Linked DNA regions of Anas platyrhynchos: region 1 is linked to region 2. The links are chromatin contacts, called in public Hi-C maps. All regions are on one chromosome and are shown on one strand. Each heading gives the region's core, a stretch centred on a gene start, on an enhancer-like site or on the middle of the called end of the contact. The rest is flanking DNA. Distances are from core to core; before and after follow the strand shown.

Region 1 (4,339 bases), core at 421-2,920, 70 kb after region 2:
TACATAGCAAATGTTGACAAAACTTGGTGACGCTCAGAGAGGAGAGGAACCACCTTTTGAAAAGCCAGGGGGAGCGGACAGCCACATGGTTGGGATCAGAAAGGAGCTGGTGGCAGCACTGGGAATGCTCTTGCTGCCTCCGTGGTATCTATTAATGGCACTCAGGGGACAGAGGAAGCAGGAATATATTGGGGACAGTGAGTTTCTCTCCTCCTGCAACCTCCTGGAACAGGCGGGCAGGGATGATGGCTGGATCCTGCTTGCAAGACTCCATCTTCAGCTGCCAGCTTGTTTGCCAGGGCGGTGGAGGAGACAGGGAGCAGCTGGCTCACCAAGCGTGACCACACAGTCCTGCCGCCCCCTCAGAGCTGGGCACCACATCTCACAGCCCACGAGGAGGTCCCAGCCAGACAGAAGGGTGGGCAGAAGGGTGGTTCTCCAGCCTGCAGGCTCCCTGCCTTGGCAGGGGGTCTCCACCGCCTCCAAGCGGCATTCCATGTGCTGAGTTCCTTCTGTAAATGCAAAGAGCTTCCCAGCAGAGGCAGCTCTCAGTCTGCATGGGCTAAAAGGCTCCTTGAAGGTCCTCCTAGACGAGTAAATAGTAAGTCTGGCCATCCTCCCTCCCTTCCTGCAGCAGTATTACTGCAGATCAGCATGCACATTTAAAGAAATTGGGGAACCTCAATATAACACCCAAGCAAGAACCACCTGGCACCCCTTTTTTATTATTTGGGAAGGTTTTTGAAGGAGAAGGATGCTGGGGCAGCAGACAGGGCCAGGACTGGTGACAAACACTGAGCCTTTTGCTTCCAGTCCCTGCCATTCTCCATCAGCGCTGACTGAAGACGTTAGCATGTCATATGCATGCTCTGGTGGCTTACAGGGAGCAAGTGTCAGCCTGGTTTTGAGGGAATAGATGAGCACAGCACCCCGCCATCAAGATAAATGGCATCCTCGCAGGCAGTCTCAGCGTTAAGACTCCACGCTTCCAGGATATTTTTGACCAAATAGTTGGGGGAAGGGAAGACCTCTAGCAGCAAACTGCAGTCACTCCCTTAATGAGCAGTGCTGGGCTTGTTTAGAACAGGACCGAACGCACATCGGGAGAATCTGCATGCCAGGCTCGAGGAGGAGGACAACCAGCAGCCTCGCAGTCCTCTGCTGATCGCTCGGGGTCTGTCATCCTCCCAAGGGCAGGCTGATGCGTGCTGACAGAGGCTGGGGGATACGCGGCGGGGCTGGACGCAGCTGCACGGGGATGTGACAGCAGCGCACATGCCACGTGAGGGGGAAAGGCCCACGGGTATGTGTGACAGCCTCTCCCCGCAGCGTGATCCCAAATACGTTCAGCAATACTGCATCAGCTGCACCCATCCTCCCCGGGCATCCCGTTCGGGGCAGGAAGCACAAGCCAAAAGAAAGGGAGAAGCTGCAGGCTGGTGGTTGTGAAACTTGACTGTCATCTTTCCTCCTTCAGGATGTCTCGGGGGAAGCTCAGCGACACACGGATGGGCTGCTCACGTGAGTGTTCTCAGCGCGCTGCTTCTCGTCTGGGAGGTGGCACCTCCCCTGTTATGGTGCTTCTCTCACTGGCAAGGAAGAGCCCTGAGTCCCAGGCAGGCTTTCTCTCCGTTCCTTGTGAGGGAGCTATCTCGCGAGATAAGAATTGGAGACAACAGCGCTCAGGGCGAAAGCCACAGAAGCACAGCACAGAGAAGGTGAAGTATGTGCGGAGTGCCTACTTCCAAACCAGAGAGCACTGTGCCAAATAGCTGCAGGTGCCTGTCTGAATATGCAATCAGCCAGATATCCACACCTTATTTGCCTGGGTTAAGCTTCCAAATATCACAGGTGTGTGATGCAAGACCGAGCTCTCATTCAAAGGCACCTGCATGGATTTGAATTTGCAATCACTTCCTGCTTTTTAATACCCTTTAGAGGGTCCTTTCTGCTTTGTGCGATATAGTTTAGGAGAAGACAGAAGCAGGGGGTCCTGGGAACTGTGGCGTATCTTATTTCTATCCTCCTTCTACAGCCAGGCCCACACAAGATCTTGTTTCTGGCTGTAGTGTTTTGTAGCATGGTTCACCAGTTTGAACAGCCCTTGAGTACATTGTACTGGAGCTTGAGAAATAAATTCCTGTAAAGTTGGGTGCCTCCTTTGAGCAACAGGCCAAAACAAAACCCGGAGCAAGTGGGCTGAGGAGAAATTGCAAGCAGCGGGGCTGGATGAGGAAATAGTATGAGGGATAAGGTAGCTCAATTTACAGAGGTGTGACCTGCACCAGGTTTGACAGAGGGGATAAATTACCAGTTGTAAGGGGTGTGAGGGCTGGCAGGAGAGCTCAGTCCCATCCTTTTAGCTGCTATCCCGGTTTTGATGTGTATGGACGTGGCAAAGCACTGCACTAACGTGCAGACAGCTCCCAGCCTGGGACTGGCTGCTAGCTGGCCATCAGGGAATGCAGGCGGGAGAGCTCAGGCCCACACGCACACCACTCATTCCCTCTCTGAATTCACTCTGCTCCTTCCCCCAAACTGACTTGGCTTCTACCTATTTTCTTACTTGTATGAAAAGAAAGGTTTTCTCTGAGCATTGCTTTAGCTGGGAAGGGAGGAGGTTGGGAACACAACTGCTTTCATCTCCTCCAGCCTTAAAATTCACCCTTATTTCTCCCATGCGCCCTGGGAAGGGGGGAAGCCCACAGCACAGCTCATTGTTTTTTGCCAGCAGACTTCCAGATAGTGTTTTGCAGTTGCGCAGTCTCTGCAGCCTGAGCAACTGCTGTAGCAGAGACAAAGATCCCCTAGCTGCTGCTTTGCAGTGTTGACTTTGATTTGCAAACCTACGGCCTCCCCACCGCATGCAGCTGCAGAGCCTGGACTCAGTGGGCCTGATCGCCTCACAGCCACGCCGTGCTCCCCTTCCTGACTGCCACAGAGGGGTACGGGCTGTTTGTCCTGCTGGTTTTTCAGACACAGAGCTTCCCCCTGGGAAGATCACACCATGGCTCTTTGCAAAAGCAACTGCCTGGGTTTATGCCACGGTGGTTGACCTCAGACATCGGATTAGAAATTAATGCTGAAAAAGGGGAATCTGCAGAGAGGCTGCTGGGGACTTTTTAGTCCCAATAACAGCTTTGTTTGGACAACGTTTTCTAAGCCTGCAGGTACTGCCCGGCCTTTCCAGACACGAGCCTTGGAGCAAAGGGTCCTGTTCCTAGTTCCTAGCAGCACTGATCCTTCCGTGGAAGCGCACTGAAGCTCCCAGCACGTTGGTGAGTGTGTGTGACAGAAGGGAGGAAGGGCGTCTTTCAGAGAGAGCTTCCTGCTTTCCCATGGGAGCCTGCAGGCCTTGCTCAGAGCAGCCTTTTCTCTGCTCCCACTGGCAACGCTGCTCGGCAGGAGGGTGGGCCTGGAGCCCCCAGCCCACTGCATGTGTGGCTGAGTTTTAGAGGTGCTCTTTGAAACTAGTCAGCACTCACTCGGAGGGTCCCAGGGCTCTGGCACAGTCCTGTGGTGTAATTACAATTGTAGTAAACTGCAGCAAATTGTAAGGTAATTGCAGCTAAGTCGTCAAAAACATTAAAGGACAGTCTAGTGATTAAAGGACCGAAGGAAAAGACAAGGGGTCTCTCTATGCCCCTCAACCAGAAGCCTTCCTATCTGATGCCAGACGTGACACTGAATTCCTCCGTGCCTCAGTTTCTCCAGCTGTGTCACTAATACCCATGACAAGCCTTGGGAGCCTCCAGTGAAAGGAGCTATAGATGGGCATGCTAAAAGTTATTAATGTTCCTTCATGTGAAAGAGCCTGAGATGAGAGGAAAGGAACGGGCTAGCTCTGACCAGCCCCATCCTGTGAAAGCAAAAACATACAACTGAATGATTTCTCCAAACATCACTGTATTTTTCTTACTGCACCCAACCAATCTTGCCATTTTCCTCAGAATAACTCCTGTTACAATGGCAATGGTGTTGCTGAGGCCTGGGACATTACAGTGCTTGTTCCTGAATTTCTGGCCGAGATCTTGGAAAGCCATTGCATGAACACAGCATTCAAGCGCAGCCAATACTCACAAGGATATCAGTGTTTTCAAAATAGTTCCTCCAGTACGGCCTGATCCTCCTCTGTCCGCCTATGTCCCATACGTTCAGCTTGAAGCCCTGGGACTGTACGCTTTTGATGTTGAAGCCCTGGAAAGAGCAGAAACAAAGCCACATAGAGCATAAACCTGAATGGCTGGATCACGTTCACAGGCAGATGTTAACACCTTATATATCCCGGGCCTGCAACGTGCAGCGAGGTGGGCCAGGCAGCCCCAAAGATGGATCGGCT
Region 2 (4,385 bases), core at 594-3,093:
AAGTTGCTGCCTTCAAATGGCTTCCATGCTGATGGCAGAAGCTGTAGTGCTGTATCACAGTGATATATCTTCATCAGTCTGTTGAATGCTGCTCGCAGCCTTTTAATTCACACGCATGTTTTATTCCCTAGGGGGAGGCTCTTACATGGACGGCACTTTACGTATAAAAGTATTACAGGGGACACAGCAATCACGTTTGTATCAACGGGAGTAGAAGGAGCATTTGCAACAGAAGAGCACCCCTATGCAGCACATGGACCTTGGTTACAAGTGAGAGAGCCTTCTTCCTTTTTCTCTCCCTTCCTCCTTTACAGTGTCCTAAAAGTGATCCTGCTAAGGGCTTACGTGGCTTAGAAGTGTAACAAACCTGTTAGTTCTTGCTGCAACGTTTCTTATAGTTCTGGGGTACTATTTTCAGTGACTATGGACTCAAAAAATAATGGTGAGATGTTACAATTTATATTAACAGAGCTCAAATTGATATGCAGTAGCTGGAAAGTTCTAAAATCATCTATGAATACAGTAGTATCCATTTCCTGGAGTCAGCAAACACTTTGCAGGCTGTATTTACTCACGATTTCTTCCAGAAAGGAATTTGGGGAGGCAGAGTGGAATGACCTAAACAAGAATGGAGCCAGGGCAGAAGAGTAGCAAGCTGATCTCGAGAGAAAGCTGTGGGACTTTGATCCTACAGAGTCGGGATCTCAGTTTTACATCGTCCTTTACAGGAGAGCAGCACAGATAGTGCAGCCTCTTTCAGTTATACCTCTTTCCTATTGATTCTTTGATGAAAGTCTGTGGTTGCTTGAAGCACCCACACATTTTCTGCACCATATTTCCCTTGGAAGTTCCCCATCTGCTTGGTGTTGAGGGTCAGCCCTACGGAGCCAGTGATGCACTAACGATATGGTGGCACAGCGCTGTTCTAACCTTGAATTTCTTCATGGTTATAAACATATTGCAAAAAATAATTATAATAATAAAAAAAAAGCTTTAGGGAATGTGTTTGTGCAGAAAAGCCTATTTCTGAGGGACTGTATACATGCAGTGCCTCTCTGCCTTCATTGTTACTGTGGCATTCCTGCCTCCCCTTCTGCTTTTAAGGCAGAGGTTTGTTTTAGCATTGCAGCGTTGCATTTAACCTTCCCCTGACTTGTTTTCAAGGCATTCCACTGCCTCTGTTCGTATGTCTGGAGGACATCATACCTTGAAGCCTGTACGGCTTGTAAAGGAGCTGATCTTGGCTGAAATCATCTCGTGTAGGGATTTTCAAAGAACTTGCGTGCTTTGATTGTACTGGCTGGAAAGTGCAACGCTCCTGTAATGATTAACAGCAAACGGTCAGGTTTAAGGGTGGGTCATTTGCTGTTGGTTCCTGTGCTTGCCAACACATGATACACGGGATCTTGTGACTGTGTTAACTCCAAACATAAGAGTGTTTGTTTGCATTTACATCACATCTTGAAATGTATTGATGTGTGGAGTAGTCAGGTAACCTCTAAGAGTGAAGAATGGCAATAATTAGGTCACCATTCAGACAAGCAGCTAATGTTAACCCTTAGGAACCTGGTTGCTGTCACTGGGACACCAAAAATTAGGTATTTTTTTGGAGTAGGTGGGAGGGAAAGGTGGAGACTTTCTGTCTCCTGCAGGGAAGGGAGAAGCAAGTTCCCTCGCTTGTCTCCTACACAAGGTCAGTGCATCGGATCTTCTCTTCTGACGTGACTGCCTTTGTGCTGGCTCTTGCCCCATCCTGTGATGGGAATGAAGGAGGACAGCCCGGGTGGGGGAGGAAGGGAGGCCAGAAGCAGCCTGGGACAAGAGGAGGAGCACCCGGCTGTGTGAGATGCATGTGGGAGTGTCTGAGGCTCTTGGCTTAATATGCAACGAGAGGCTTCAGCTGCAGTCCCTTGTGGTGTTGGGAGCGGAGGAGGGAGGTTCGTGTGGCTTTGCTTCAGAAGGCAAAAGAAATTGTGGTGCGCAGAATTTCCGAGGAGGCGAGCTGCGTTGGGTTCAGCCCCTCGCAGCCTGGGCTGGCCGAGTTGGCAGGCCCCACAAAGCTTTCACAGCGAGGCCCGGAGGGGCTCTGCCTCCTCCCTCGCTCGGGACCCCAGGCACGGCGATGAGCTCCGAGGAGAGCTGGCGCCTGAAACGCAGCACTGCAATGCAGAGGCTTGCTGCAAAGGCACGGCAACGGAGGGACCATGGGGAGGAAGAGAGACAGCAGGCCTCTCTCCTCCCGGGGAGGAGACAGCAAAAATCCCGGCCTCCATCCCATGCAGCAGCAGGCTGGCTCCTCTCGGGCCCAAGTGGGAGCCCAAAAGTGCAGATTAAACACAGCAAATCCTGTTCACATCTCCTGGGCTCGTATGGAGAGTGTCCGAGGTGGGTCAGTCGATCAGCCCGGGCTGATCAGGGTCGCCTGATGGACGGTGAGCGGTTGACAGGGGTTTGGCAGGTCCCGGCGCCGTTCCTAGCGGGCAGCTGGCGCTCGGCAGGAGCGTTTTTAGCAGCCTCAGCAGAAAAGTCATTAGACCACGATGATTGTACGCCCCCGTTTCTATCAACAGCCTTTCCAGGTCACGTTCGAGGTATGTTACTAGGGGAAAGCCTGTCCTGCTGCTGCCCATGCTCTGGGGATGATTAGATTATTTCATTCTCCAGAGCTGTCAAATTGGCACCTTTCCCAAGTACTTGGAATTTTTTTTTTTCATTTAAGTAACATTTAATTAGTTCTAAGAAGCTAAATTCTATTAAAGGTCTAAGCATGTCGGGCTGGTTTATTTCTGAACTTCTTCCACCGTGTCATGTATTGTTGAATAGGGAAATTGCTTTGACTCAGGAACATACAAACATATTCAAGAAGCCCTCCTTGTTAACACTAGACTCCTGTTTATATGCTAGTTACTGTGGCAGAGTCTCTGATGTGTAACACTTGCATTAACATCACACATGATCAAAGGCTTCCGCCCTTCTTTCTTCCATTCCCCCTTCCCCCAGTGCTGTGGCAGCGGTGTCCCCACACTGCCTCCTCAGCACCCCCAGCCTCCTCTCCTCTCCTTCCCGAGGGGTGGATGTCCCAGATGGACGGTGAAAGGCTGTGCAGGAGCTGCCTGGCCCAATGTCAGGGGGTTAAGGATGTTGATCATGCACACAGACTGACAGTGACTGCCCCACAGAGACATTTGTATTCGTGGTAGGGTGTCCCAGGTCCTTGGTGTGAGCTGTGCCAAGCATGCAGTCCATCACAGATCAGCCTTGTTTGTCTGTAAACCTACCCGAAGCAAGGTGAGGTCGTGCGTGTGTTCTCCTTCCCTCCCTTACTTATGCTCAGGCAGATGATAGAGACGCTCTGTTGAAATGTGTTACTGATCAAGCCCGACCCAATAAAGTTGCCTGAGCCTTTAATACATATTAATATTATCCTGGGGTAGTTTGTGTCAAAGCCTGTCAGCATGCATCATCCTTTGGGAATTACCATCATTAAGTCTCCAGTGATGGGAGTCAGGACATGCTTCTGCAAAGCTCCCCTGCTTTTATGTGGAGCTCTCTGCCCGTCTCGCACAAAGCAGACTGTTCTCCCCTCCTACCTTGCTCACCTGGACTGCTTACTCTCCCCAGAGGGGAGAAGGAGGGTTGTTTAACACTACCTTCAGATAATTTCTGCTCCTGCTGCTCTAGGCAGTCATTGTTCTAGGGAAGAAGATGACAGTCGAGTCTTTGATCATGTGCAACGTGCATGTTACGCATCAGATATTGCTGCAAACTCCGGCATACAAGCCAATACGGTGCAGTAAAAAACAAACCTGTAGTTAACGAGTCCTCGTTAACTGCAAAATCAAGCATACCGAATTTCAGAAGTATTTGAACAACAGTCTTGCCCCTGTTACGTATGCCTGTTTCAGTGCCATATCTAATTGAATGATTAGATTTATTTTTTTCTACGAGGTATGCCTGCCTCGTACAGCGTGTTTTGGGAATGAATCAGGAGTATGGAGCAAGGTAGCCTCTCGCCTATAGGACTTCCACTTCGTTTGTTTGTCAGAATTAGAAGGTGTGTAGTGAATGAGGCAGGTAATTGCAAAAAATCACAATAGTCCCATGGTGAAGCCTGTTAAATGTTACCCTGGAGAACTGGATCCTGGCCCTGCCTCTATTACTCTGCTCTTTCTCAATGTTATTCTAGATTCTTAAGCTAAAATATTCACAGGTGGCAACTGAGTTTGCGTTCCTTATTTTCTGGATAGCCAGCTTGAGGCCCGAGGTCTGATCCGTGTTGCCAGCAGCACCTGAGGCCAGGAGGATTTCTGCTGCACATCCCCTGTGCCCCACAGTGCTGAGTGGGCTGGAAAATGGGGAGCTGCGAGTCTTGAGGCAGGCACCTG

The links. Hi-C and Micro-C count contacts between places; a contact is called where the count stands out from the background.
Region 1: a contact with region 2 is called in a Hi-C map of skeletal muscle, with 2.9 times the contacts expected there. The contact joins two enhancer-like sites. A contact is called at or near these places in 2 of 8 Hi-C or Micro-C datasets (liver and skeletal muscle).

Annotation. Positions count from the first base shown.
Region 1 is chr6:27,937,666-27,942,004 of IASCAAS_PekinDuck_T2T, forward strand. It overlaps ARL3 (ARF like GTPase 3), which reads right to left. Exons shown (of 6, transcript XM_072039747.1): 3 at 4,081-4,197. Among named protein-coding and RNA genes, the nearest start is that of SFXN2, 10 kb to the right of the region's middle. Within about 2 kb of position 1,671, at least 1 of the 8 cell types and tissues checked has an H3K27ac peak or open chromatin away from gene starts, as enhancers often do.
Region 2 is chr6:27,867,293-27,871,677 of IASCAAS_PekinDuck_T2T, forward strand. SUFU (SUFU negative regulator of hedgehog signaling) reads left to right here. Exons shown (of 13, transcript XM_072039740.1): 11 at 132-270. Among named protein-coding and RNA genes, the nearest start is that of TRIM8, 26 kb to the right of the region's middle. Within about 2 kb of position 1,844, at least 2 of the 8 cell types and tissues checked have an H3K27ac peak or open chromatin away from gene starts, as enhancers often do.